Linked DNA regions of Mus musculus: region 1 is linked to region 2. A link is a contact called in public promoter capture Hi-C data. All regions are on one chromosome and are shown on one strand. The core of a region is the stretch at or near the end of the contact, and the rest is flanking DNA. Distances in the headings are between cores, read along the strand shown. Region 1 holds the start of Mrpl37 (mitochondrial ribosomal protein L37). Region 2 has its middle 25 kb from the start of Gm52672.

Evidence for each region. Promoter capture Hi-C pulls out the DNA fragments that hold promoters and counts their contacts.
Region 1: a promoter capture Hi-C map of the HPC-7 cell line shows a contact between it and region 2. The contact joins the promoter of Mrpl37 here to the enhancer-like site in region 2. A contact is called at or near these places in 7 of 39 promoter capture datasets (the HPC-7 cell line, embryonic stem cells, fetal liver and 3 more), 1 of 484 Hi-C or Micro-C datasets (8-cell embryo), 5 of 115 datasets of contacts at active chromatin or transcription factors (bone marrow-derived macrophages, embryonic hindbrain and embryonic stem cells) and 3 of 9 other capture datasets (adipose tissue, liver and pancreatic islet).

What each region holds. Positions count from the first base shown.
Region 1 is chr4:107,063,793-107,069,629 of GRCm38.p6, forward strand. Mrpl37 (mitochondrial ribosomal protein L37) reads right to left here and starts at 3,074. Exons shown (of 7, transcript NM_025500.2): 1 at 2,658-3,074; 2 at 795-978; 3 at 593-708. The coding sequence starts at 3,003. It overlaps Cyb5rl (cytochrome b5 reductase-like), which reads left to right and starts at 3,202. Exons shown (of 7, transcript NM_001346552.2): 1 at 3,202-3,253; 2 at 4,820-5,031. The coding sequence starts at 4,831.
Region 2 is chr4:106,877,173-106,883,444 of GRCm38.p6, forward strand. No RefSeq gene overlaps it. Among named protein-coding and RNA genes, the nearest start is that of Gm52672, 25 kb to the right of the region's middle. Within about 2 kb of position 4,134, at least 42 of the 459 cell types and tissues checked have an H3K27ac peak or open chromatin away from gene starts, as enhancers often do. A contact at or near this core is called in the HPC-7 cell line, bone marrow-derived macrophages and hematopoietic stem and progenitor cells, where this site is marked.

The DNA.
Region 1 (5,837 bases), core at 1,824-4,323, 190 kb after region 2:
TGCAGATAGGAAAGCTAGATACCAAAAAGCTCTACGGGACAAACTTAGTGATCTGGGGAGGGGGTTGGCAGAACAGGTGACACAGCTAGGGCTAGGTGGAGGCCACAGCACAGAGGGCCTGTTGTCCCATGACAAGTGACAGTGCTGGGTGATTTGCTCTGTGCATACGTGGCCCTGGAGGGTGCAGGAGTAGGAAAGGGAAGCAAAGCTACAGATTTGGTGAGGGAGAGACCAGTGTGCCCCACCATGTCCCCGGCTGTGGCATTTACACACTCCCGCATGCTCTGGGGACTCAACAGACACAGTCAGCCATCACTGGTGGAATAAAGTCTTAGAAGCAGGTAAAAACAGAAACGAGAAAGTTGGGCCTGGTGGTGCAGACTGGAGGATCACAAGTCTGAGGCCAGCCTGTGCTATGCAGTGAAGGGTATTTCTGAAGGAAGGGTGCTTCTGAACCCAAAGAGCATGTAGCAGGATGAGAGGGATGGGACCTGGTGGTGGGGCTGACAGTAAGAGAGATTAAGACACACAAATAAAAAAGCAACAACAACAAAAAGCCCAGCAAGGCCTTCTGGTATATAGGGTGACCTACCGCGGTTCCAGGTGGTGGCTAAGGTGCAGTTTTGGGCAGAGGTCCGCCTGGCTAGAGAAGGGTGCTTGAGAATCTGGGATTTACACAGCTGTATGAGGCTGTCCACAATGAGTGGGCTTGGAGGAAAGAAGAGATATTTGGAGACTTAAAGCAACATATAACTCCCAACACTCCTCAGTTATCTTATCTGGAGGAAACTTACCAGTAAGTCTCTCTCTTGGGGATGTCCTCAGTGGAGTGCCAAAGCCGGGCATGGGAGATGATATCCAAAACACGCTGTTCTTGGTTCTCTATGTGATTAGCTGGATCATCAACAAGACTAAGCACTTTCTTGGGGAGGCCTTCTATTAACTTGGTCTTAGTAAGCCAGAGAGCCTGCTTCATCCCTGTGGGACAACCAAAAGAAGAGAGAGAGAGAGAGAGGAGAGGGGAGGGGAGGGCTCAGGAAGAGATGTTTATGCCTGTCAGGGAGCACCAGAGAAAAGGCTGCCTCAAGGGACTCTGGTTTTGTTTTTGAGATATCTGAAAACCGAAACTTCCAGGTGGTAAGAGCAGAATACGGGGAATGAGTGCTTAAAAACAGGAGGAGTTCAAACCATGCTCAAGACAGCTGAGTTCCCTGCTGACTCCCCACAGAGAAATCAAAGCTGTGAGACTAGTTCAGTGGATACCAGCCCTTCAAATAAAATCCCAGCTCTGTGATGTTTTTCTGCTAGCAATCTCAAGCCATGTTTTATGGCTCTCTAGCACCTAACAAAATATAAAGTATTTAGAGCTGCCATTTACTGAATGTCACCTCCTGTGCCATGAACTTACCTACAAGTTAGATGGGATTCTGACATGAAGGGGGAAACTTGGACAGACTGAGTTTGCTTCAAGTTGCCTATCTTTAAGGTAATACAGGTAAGAGGAGAACCTGAGACTGTCTACCATAAAGTCCACAGTCTCTCTATAACCCCAGTCTGCTTCTCAGGGCCATATCTCACAAGGGTTTATTGGGATTTTATAAGACCTCTCTGTACATTGAGAAAGTGTAGGATAGAAAATACATTTTCAGACTGGTTCAATGAATGCAATCTTAACTTCTGATCTTTTTTCCTAAAGCACGGTTTCTCTGTGTAGCCCTGGCTATCCTGGAACTCACTCAGTAGACCAGGCTGACTTGAACTCACAGAGATCTTCCTGCTTCTGCCTCCTGAGGGCTGGGATTAAAGGCATGCACCACCATCTCCAGGTGCAATCCTAACTTCTGAAACACATCCATCCACTAGGCATTCGTTGTCAGGGTAATGCAAAGGGGTCGTGTCTGTGAGATCCTTCACAGCACCTCCTGAGTTCACAGAAAATGGTTAATGGCCAAAAATATCAGCTTGCAGGCATAGAAGTGGGCCTTTTAGGAGGCTGGCCTATGGCTATCGATTTTTCCAAACTTATGACTGATTCTCTTAATTTGGCTCCAAACCTTGTTGGGTCTCTGTATTTCCTAGTTATCCTTTGGAATCTCTGCTCCCACAGACTTCAGTTGTTTTTGGTTTTAGGATCTTCCCTATCCTCATCCTGATCCTGAGAGGGTTCAACTCTGGAAAACAGTTCCTGACACTCCTCTTAAGAAACAGAATGACTTTGAGACATTGATGTATCTCCCCCGCCTCCCCACAGGGTTTCTCTGTGTAGCCCTGACTGTCTTCGAACTCATTCACTCTGTAGATTAGGCTGGCCTCCAACTCAGGAAAAGGCTCAAGACATTCTGACCTGTTATTAAGTGGGTAGACTTTTGGGTGCAAATCCTTTCTTTGAAAACATATCCCAGGCCTATTTTAACAAAAGACACCCCCAGAAAAGGAGCGTTGTAGACCTGCTTTATTATCACCTCTCCACGCATGGAGACAAATCCCCTCCTCTCTGCACACATTCTCCATTGCTCCCTTTCACAAACACCTTGATCTGACAACTCTTGGAAGCCGGGTGTTACTCTATTCTACTTCCAGAGGAAGAAACTTCCCCAGGCTCGGGGTCACTGCTGAGCCTGGGACAGCGTCTCCTCCCGTTTGTCCTGAGACCTCACCCTCCAGGAGTCGGCAACGCTGGTGGAAGATGTAGCAGGGTTCTTCCTTGTACAGAGTCTGTTCGTGGATCGGGGCGGCACGGTGGAAGCGTGGGTCATTCCAGCCGCGCTCCCACGGCGGGAAGATCGGCCTCGCCAGCCACGGGACGAAGTGCTTCTTGCCCTCGTAGGTAATGGGCTCCAGACCGGGGATCTCGTACACCCTGTCCAGGGGGCGAGGCTCGGGCTTCCGCGTGGAGCGCACGCCCCACTCATACGCCCCACGTTTCGGAGTCCCGTAACCTCCGAGGCCGAGCCTTCCAGAGCCAGCGAGTGCCCGCAGAGCGGGCCCGGACGCCAAGGCCATACCGACTCCGTTTCTACAAAACCTCTACCTGGACGCCGCCATCTTTGCCCGTGCAGGGACTGCTGGGAGCCAAAGGGGCGGAGCGCAATGACGGGTTTTTGCGAATGACAGACACTTCACCCAATCACAATTAGAATATGCTTGCTTTGTCCCCGCCCCTCAGGCAGTTCCCATCCTTATTGGTGGAACCTGGAAGGTGCTCTTTGCTTGGGGTTTCTGAAGTGCCACACGTGAAGAAACTTGCTGGTAGGTAGGTGAGCGCGGTGGTGGAGCTCGCGGCCGGCGCGGAGGAGCGTAGGGACCTCAGATCTGTACTTTGCACGCCTTTGACCCTTAGGCATTTAGAACGTGAGAGGGCCCGGTCTCCTCGCTGTAAAATTAGGAGTTAAAATGCCTTAGCGGGTCCGACGCCTCATGAGTTCTGGAACTGCCATCCTTTCCGCCCTTCTCAGCGTTGCCCACACTTTCCTGGCTGCGGCTTCCCAGAGCCTGCGAGTGGCCCGGGTACCTCTTTCTATGCCAGCTTGGCGGCCGACTGCTGGCACTGCGGCTCGCCCGGCGCCGAACGCGAGTTACTTTTGCTCTGCTGCTGCTAAGTTTTCCGATTCCCGGAGGCGGGTCCAGTGCACTGGCTTCTGGCAGGCTCGCTGCGGGGGTCAGAGTGAGGACTGTGCTAAGTAAGCATCGGGTGGGCATAGGTTGAGGGACCACCGAGTGAGTACATGAGTGCACGACGTGAACGGTGGCAACACACACATGCTTCCTGTCCCTTAGGTCTTTTCTCTTGTTTGACCACTGTCAGAGTTGCATTGTTTAGTGACCGGCCCGTGAACTCTCCCTGGCTTCTAGAGCAGTTGCGTGACACACACTTTAGGTTAACAAATGAATACATAGTAGAACAAATAAGGTGCTTGGTAATGACAAGGGGAACACTTGAGAAGGTCTCTGAGAGGAGATGACCTTTCAGCCAAGGCCTGAAGAGTAGGGATAAGCATCCAGGGCGAGGCTGCAACAGGGATTGTGCCTCCCAGATGGGAAGGAACTTCATCTTTAAAATTGTGCATGAAGTGGCCACCTTGTCTACCAGTTTCCAAAACGACTGAGACAATAGGACTATTTAACCCCCATGAATGCAAAAGAGGCAGAGGACAATATGACTAACACTCAGACTACCCAGCAGTTTACAGTTAAAGCATTTTCATTTGTCTTAGTACATCTCCTTCCCAAATGCTAAGAGTAATTGCCATAAAGAGAGGCACCATTCACTCAGTTATCTGATGCACAGTACAGATGGAGTGACTGGATGAGTATAACACCGTGCTAGGTCTTAACAAGGACAGGGACCGTGTCCTGTGCCTTCTGCCTTACAACACCAAATCCTGTACCCAGCTCCCGGACTATAGAGGGAACGAACACTCACCAGGCCATGGGAGCTTCCTGTATGCCAGGTGTTTGGCAGAATACAGAAAGAGTGAGACACCAACTTCATTCTCACTGGTGGCCCAGCCTCAGAAACACACCAAAGTCAAAGAGCTCCTGCACAGTAGGAGAGGCCTTCTGAATCCAAATTCCCCGCCTCTGCTTAGATTTACACACACACAAAACCCCAATAGTTATAAGCAGTAAGCATGCCCCCAAATGACAGCAGATCCTCTGGTTAAGCCATCCCTGTCCCTATAGCCTGGTGGGCCTTGGGGAGAGTGTGAGAGAGAGAACAGAGTACAACCCCCACATCTTCTTTCTCCCAGGCGGACAGCAAAGAGAGGCCTGGCTTATTCACTTGTGTCCTCCCCCCTCCCACCCCCTATTGCCCAAGCCCCACTGACAATGGCTGAGACGGAGGAGGAGGAGGATTCTGAGGCTTGGCTGCGGTTGAAGCCTGTGGAGCCCTTGCCCTCCCAGTGCTGCGGCAGTGGCTGCTCGCCCTGTGTTTTTGACCTCTACTACCGAGACCTGGAAAGATGGGAAACAGCCCGAGCCAGAAATGACAGGAGCCTGCTGAGTGGGAAGCAACCACCTGAGAGCCAGGTGAGGAGTCCAGAGTGGCCATATCTATCTGGCCCTGCCCCGCCCTGCCCTGCTCAGTGCCCCTGCTATGGGAAGCCTTCCCTGACTAGTCAGTGGTGAGAAAGAAGTCCTTATAATGGAAGCAAATAGATCCAAGGACCTGAAATCAGCCTGTTAGCTATGTGGATATAGTCTAAGTCCCTTAACCTTGTGCCTTTATTTTGCCATCTATAAAATGGACCAAGTTATTTGTAATGTTTAACGCCAAACCTAATGATTATTTCACTCAACAGATATCCATTGAATACCTGTTATACACCAGGCCCTATAAGCCAATGAGGATTTGTGAGTGAGCAAGGCATAGTCCTTGCCCTCAAAAGAGCACACTAACTTGGTACGATACAGACAGGTAAATAGGGCGTGTTGCTGTTACTCTGGAGCCCAATGGCTTTCTCTTCCCTTTCTAAGCCTTCGTTCATTTTACAGTAGTTCTGTTCAGTATGTAGTGGCTCTGTAATCACCTGTGGTAACAGAAAATTACGCGGTATTACAAAATTTGGTAAGTCTTACAAAACAGCTCTTTTTTTCTCTCTCTCTCTCTTTGGATTTTCAAGATAGGATTTCTCTGTATAGCCCCGGCTATCTTGGAACTCCCCTCTGTAGGCTGGCCTCAAACTTAGAAATCCACCTGCCTCTGCCTTCTGAGTGCTGGGATTAAAGGTGTGCGACACCGCCACGCAAAACAGCATATTTCAATCTAATAATTTTATCTTTTAAATTGTAATGAAGTAATAATAATTTACTAATTTCCCTAGTAATTTACATTT
Region 2 (6,272 bases), core at 2,884-5,383:
CTTTTAAAGTAAATCACTAATGGTGCCTTTTTTTTTTTTTTTCAGCTTCAAGCGTTACATTAGAAAACAGAGCCAGGCATGTTGCACGCCTTTAATCCAGATACTCAGGAGGCAGAGACAGACAGATTTCTTTGAGTTCAAAGTTAGCCTGCTCTACAGAATGAGTTCCAAGACAGCCAAATCAACATGTGCGCCTTTGGTTTTAGCAATTGGGAGGGTGAGGCAGGAAGATGGAGAGTATTAGGCAACCTAGGCTACAGAGTAAGACACTGTCTCCATAAAGAGTGAGAGGGGAGGAGGGAAGGGGAGACTAGGAAGAAAAAGGACAGATGGGAGGAGAAACGGAGAGCTGAGCGGGAGGCTCCACGGAGTGCCCTCGGGCACTTGAGAAGTAGGTATACAGTTTTAAACTTTTGACCAGACTTTTCCAGAAGAGCCAATCACTGACACTCGAACCATGTCATTGGTTATTTAAAGAACAATAAAAACAGTCTGCTTGCTCACCTAAACAAATTTATTTATGTCCTAATTATGTTATGTCATTTTAGAAAATTTGAAAAATACCAAACTATTATAAAGAAGGAAAATTAGAAGCATCTGTGTAACCCGGCGGCTTCGGCTTCTGCAGAGAACTCCTCCTGGTCTGTCGGCGGCGCTTCATGGTGCTTGTGTATTTGGTTTTTGCTTTTTTTTTTTTAAGATTTATTTATTTATTTTATGTATGTGAGTACACTGTCACTGTCTTCAGACACACCAGAAGAGGGCATCACATCCCATTACAGATGGTTGTGAGCCACCATGTGGTTGCTGGGAATTGAACTCAGGACCTCTGGAAGAGCAGTCAGTGCTCTTAACCACTGAGCCATGTCTCCAGCCCTGTTTGTTTGTTGTTTGTTTATTTAATCCGGTCTTTTTACGCAGCCCTGGCTGTCCTGGAATCTGGCCTCAAACTTGAAGATCTTTCCTGCCTCAGCCTGTGCTGAGAATGCAGAAATGTGTCACCACAATCCACAGTCAGCTTTCTCTCTCTCTCTCTTTCTCTCTCTCTCCCTCTCCCTCTCTCTGTGTGTTTTGTGTGTGTGTGTGTGTGTGTGTGTGTGTTTTGTGTGTGTGTGTGTGAATGTGGGTGTCTGAAGAGGCCAGCAGAGAGCACTGGACTCCCTGAATCTGTAGTTGTAGGCAGTCCTGAGCTGCCCACATGGGTGCTAGGCATCCAACTCTGGTTCTTTGCCAGAGCAGCCAATCTTTTGTCTCTTTCTCTCTGTCTACACACACACACACACACACACACACACACACACTGTGTATATAATTTGGATAAAAACTGTCAAATCCTATGTAAGTTGTTTGCATTCTTCCCCCCCGCCCATCCCCCAAGCTGGAACTCATAACCCAGGTTGACCATGATCCCTCTGTGCAGCTAAGAATGATCCTGAGGGGCTGGCGAGATGGCTCAGTGGTTAAGAGCGCTGACTGCTCTTCCGAAGATACCCTCTTCTGGAGTGTTTGAAGACAGCTACAGTGTACTTACATATAATAAATAAATCTTTAAAAAAAAAAAAAAAAAGAATGATCCTGAGCCTACTGTCTCCACCTCCAGGTACTGAGAGTCTATGAGCATTGACCACCTCACCCAGCTGTTGAGCATGGACCACCACACCCAGCTGTTGAGTATGGACCACCACACCCAGCTGTTGAGCATGGACCACCTCACCCAGCTGTTGAGCATGGACCACCACACCCAGCTGTTGAGCATGGACCACCACACCCAGCTGTTGAGCATGGACCACCTCACCCAGCTGTTGAGCATGGACCACCTCACCAGCTGTTGAGCATGGACCACCTCACCCAGCTGTTGAGCATGGACCACCTCACCCAGCTGTTGAGCATGGACCACCACACCCAGCTGTTGAGCATGGACCACCTCACCCAGCTGTTGAGCATGGACCACCTCACCAGCTGTTGAGCATGGACCACCTCACCCAGCTGTTGAGCATGGACCACCTCACCCAGCTGTTGAGCATGGACCACCTCACCCAGCTGTTGAGCATGGACCACCTCACCCAGCTGTTGAACATGGACCACCGCACCCAGCTGTTGGTTCGTCTGTTCTGAGTTGAGGTTAAACTTGCCTGGAACAAATTCTGTAGCTCGGTTTGGCTACATAACAATTCTCCTGCCTCAGCCTCCTTGCCTACTAGGATGATAAGACTCAGCCACCACGTTCAACTCACAGTTTCTGTAAGAACGTTGTAAAGGGCAGGAAGATCTTAGCATCCTTGCAAGGATCAGCCTTCTAGTAAGTGAACATTCCTGGTTAACATTCGTGTTTAATTCCCAGACGTAACTTAGTGGGTCACAGAAGCCCTCCTGACACACGGGCTGCTGTCTGCTCTCCAAAAGGGCTGGCCCAGGTACAGACCCAGTGGTAGACAGGAGATGCCCAAGCCCGACGGCTGTGGCGGCCTCACTCTTGCATTTACCCTTCTCTGGGAAGGAAGTATCCACACGTGCTCTTTCTGCTCTCATACAGAAGCAAGAGGTCTCGTGTGGACAGGGTCACAGGCTTCCCACTTTTTTTTATTTTTTATTTTTTTTTTTATTTTTTTTAAAGATTTTATTTATTTATTATATATAGGTACACTGTCGCTGTCTTCAGACACTCCAGAAGAGGGAGTCAGATTTTGTTACGGATGGTTGTGAGCCACCATGTGGTTGCTGGGATTTGAACTCCGGACCTTCGGAAGAGCAATCGGGTGCTCTTACCCACTGAGCCATCTCACCAGCCCCCCACTTTTTCTTACCTCTGTCCTATCGCTTACAATTCAGGCATGGGTCCTTGTAAGAAGCTCTACCCAGAGGCTCAAGGTAGCACTTGCCAGCTACCTTGAGTGTGAGGCTCTGGGTTCCACCCCCAGCTCTGAAATAAAGCAGTTGGGAATGTAAGGAACAATTAAAACAACCAGTCATTAACAAATCAATTGCTTGGGGACCTACATGTCTAAGTTAAATTTCAGATAGAACCAAGATTTTAGCACAGAGGGTAGAATCATAAAAGTTCTGGAGATTAGTTTCCACGTGGGGCTTCACTGCCTGGGAACCAGCACACACTCTTAGGCAAGATAGCAACCTAGAAGCTATGAAAAAGAGATAGCAAGACACCAGGGAGCAGAAAAAGTACATTAAATCAAGCTCAATGACTCATGTCCCTAATCCTACCACTGGGGAAAGTGAGGCAGGGGGATTGATGAGAGTTTGAGGGAAGCATGAACTACAGGGTGAGTGTTAGGCCAGGTTCCACTGTGTCCTGAAAAAAAAAAAAAAAAAAAAAAAAACAACTTCTTTTTACATCACAGGAAAGCACTGTAAAGGCTAGTGGTAAATAATTATACTCAGGACGGCAGGGAGTTTCTTTTATAAACAAAAGCCTAACTTTATTAAGGTAGAAGTAGTCTCCACAAATTAACAAAATACACAGGCAAACACAAGGTGGATGAAGGATGTGGTTGAGTTAAGAAATGCGAAAGGTTATGTATGGTGGCTCACACCTAGGTGGATCTCTGTGAGTTTGAAACCAGCCTGGTCTACATAGTACATTCCAGGTCACCAGAGGTACATAGTAAAACCTTGTCTCAAAAAATAAATGAATGGATGAACAAATACAGACAATCAACATGCTAAAATAATAAAATAAAATAAAGCATGCTAAAACGATGAACATTCTCACTTCTAATTAAGTGAAAGCAAGTTAAGTCAATGAGAAACTCGTTTGACCTATCAGATGATTTTCATCAAGCTTAAGTAACTTGCTAAAGGGCTAAAATCTAGCACTTGGGAGGCTGAGTGAAGAGGATCAGAACTCCTGGGCCAAACGTGAGATATCGACTCAAACCAACCAACCAAACAAATTAAAACAACCAAACCGGGCAGAATGATTGCGACAGTTTGAAAAGAGAAATGTCCACCATAGGCTCAGGTATTTGAATATTTGGTCTTGTTGGACGCTCAGTTTGGGGAAGTTGTGGAACCTTTAGGAGGTGCAGTCTTGTTGGAGGAAGTCCATCACTAAGGGGTGGGCTCTGAAGGGGTTCGGGGTATCCCCTTGACCCACTTCCGGTTCACACTCACCACTTCCTGTGTGTAGATGGACATGTGACCTCTCAGCTTCCTGCTCCTGCCGGATGCCTGCTGCCTGCTGCTCTGCTTCCCCACTGCCTTGGACGCACATCCCTGGGGAGCTGTGGGGCAGAGTAAACACTTTTGTCTACTAATTGCTTTTGGTCATGGTATTTTATCTCAGCAACAAGGGTAACTAAGAGAGTGGTACACACCTCTAATCCCGACCCTCAGATGGAGGAAGCAAGAGGATCACAAGTTGTCCTCGGATAAATAACAACTTGGACGCCAGCCTGAGCTACATAAGGCTGCTCCAAACAAACAGACAAAAGACAGGGGGAAAAAAAGGCCAAACCCAAACAAATAAAATCTGCTCAAATGGTGACAAGGGGCTGGCAGCTCACTGGAACACACATATATTCTTAGTGATGAAGAATTGCAGAAGGTCATTGTTTAACCCATATTTTGAGAATATAAAGAATGATAGGTTGCCAGATGGTGGTGTACCCCTTTAGCCCCAGAATTTGGGAGGCCGAGGCACTCCACTTTCTGAGTTAAAGGCCAGTCTGGCCTACAGAGTGAGTTCCGCCGGGCAGTGGTGGCGGTTGGGAGGCAGAGGCAGGTGAATTTCTGAGTTCAAGGCCAGCCTGGTCTGCAGAGTGAGTTCCAGGACACCCAGGGCTACACAGAGAAACCCTGTCTCAAAAACAAAAAACAATAACAACAAAGTGAGTTCTAGGATAGCCAGGGCTCCCCAGTCTCCGGGTGGGTGGGTGGGAAATAAATAAATAAAGGATGACATGGATCCATATGTGTTATAACAGATGCCTAGAGTATATCATTAAGTGGAAAGTGCAAGAGTACAGCTAAGTTAGTGGCGTGGTGTCCAGTGTTCACAAAGCCCTCAGTTCAGTCCCCTGACCCCACAGCATCCTGGCATGGTAGTTTATATCTGTAATCCTAGCACCAGGATCTTCAGCACCATAGTGAATTTGAGGGTAGCTTAGAATTTGTAAGACCCTATCAAGAGAGGGTCAGGAAGGGAGGAGAGTAGGTGGAAGAAAGTAAGAAAGAGAAGGAAGGAAGGAAGGAAGGAAGGAAGGAAGGAAGGAAGGAAAAAGGAAGGAGGGAGGGAGGGAAGGAGAGAGAGGGGGAGGCAGGTAGGCTGGGTATGGTGGGTGTCTTAGAGGTTTTTATTGCTGTGAGGGAAAGGGTTTATTTTGTTACACTTCTGTATCACAGTCCACAGTTGATGGAAGTCAGTGCAAGAGCTCCAGACAGGAACCTGGAGGCAGGAACTAAAGTAGAGGACATGAAGGAATACAGTTTACTGGTTGTCTCTCTTCCTGGTTTGCTACTCCCCACCTCACACCCTGCTTCTTTTGTTTTGTTTGTTTGTTTTGTTTTTAAAGGCAGGGTCTCTATGTAGCCCTGGCTGTCCTTTAACTCACTATGCAGCTTAGGCTAACCTCAGACTTACAGAGTTCTGGGATGAAGGCATTGGCTTGCTTTCTTATACAACTCAGGACCACCTGCTTAAAAGTAGGGTCACTTGGGCTGGAGAGATGGCTGAGCGGTTAAGAGCACTGATTGTTCTTCCAGAGGTCCTGAGTTCAATTCCCAGCAACCACATGGCGGCTCACAACCATCTGTTCTGATACCATCTTCTGGTGTGTCTGAAGTGTGCTCATATACATAAAATAAATAGATAATAATAATGATAATAATAAGAGTAGAGGCTGGGTTCTCCTGCATTAATCATTAATCAAGAAAATGCCCCTCCAGGCTTGTCCACAGGGTAATTGGGTTAGGAAATTTTCTCAATTTAGGTTCTCTCTTCTCAAAAGACTAATTTGTGTCAAGTTGAAAAAAAGGAGGAGGAAGAAGAGGAGGAGGAGAAAAAGAAAACCAACCAATGGGACATCTCAGGAGTCTGGAGGCAGAGCAGGTGGACCTCTGTGAGTTCCAGGGCAGCCTGGTCTACAGAGTGAATTCCAGGGCAGCCAGAGTAGCATAGTAAGTCTCTGTCTCAAAAACGAAAGAAAAAAGAAAAGAGGCAAACTCTACCTCCAATTTTACAGTATGACCTTTCATGAAATGTCACATGTCTGAGGTCACAGATACTCAGGAAACTGAGGTGTGGGAGTCCAAGACCA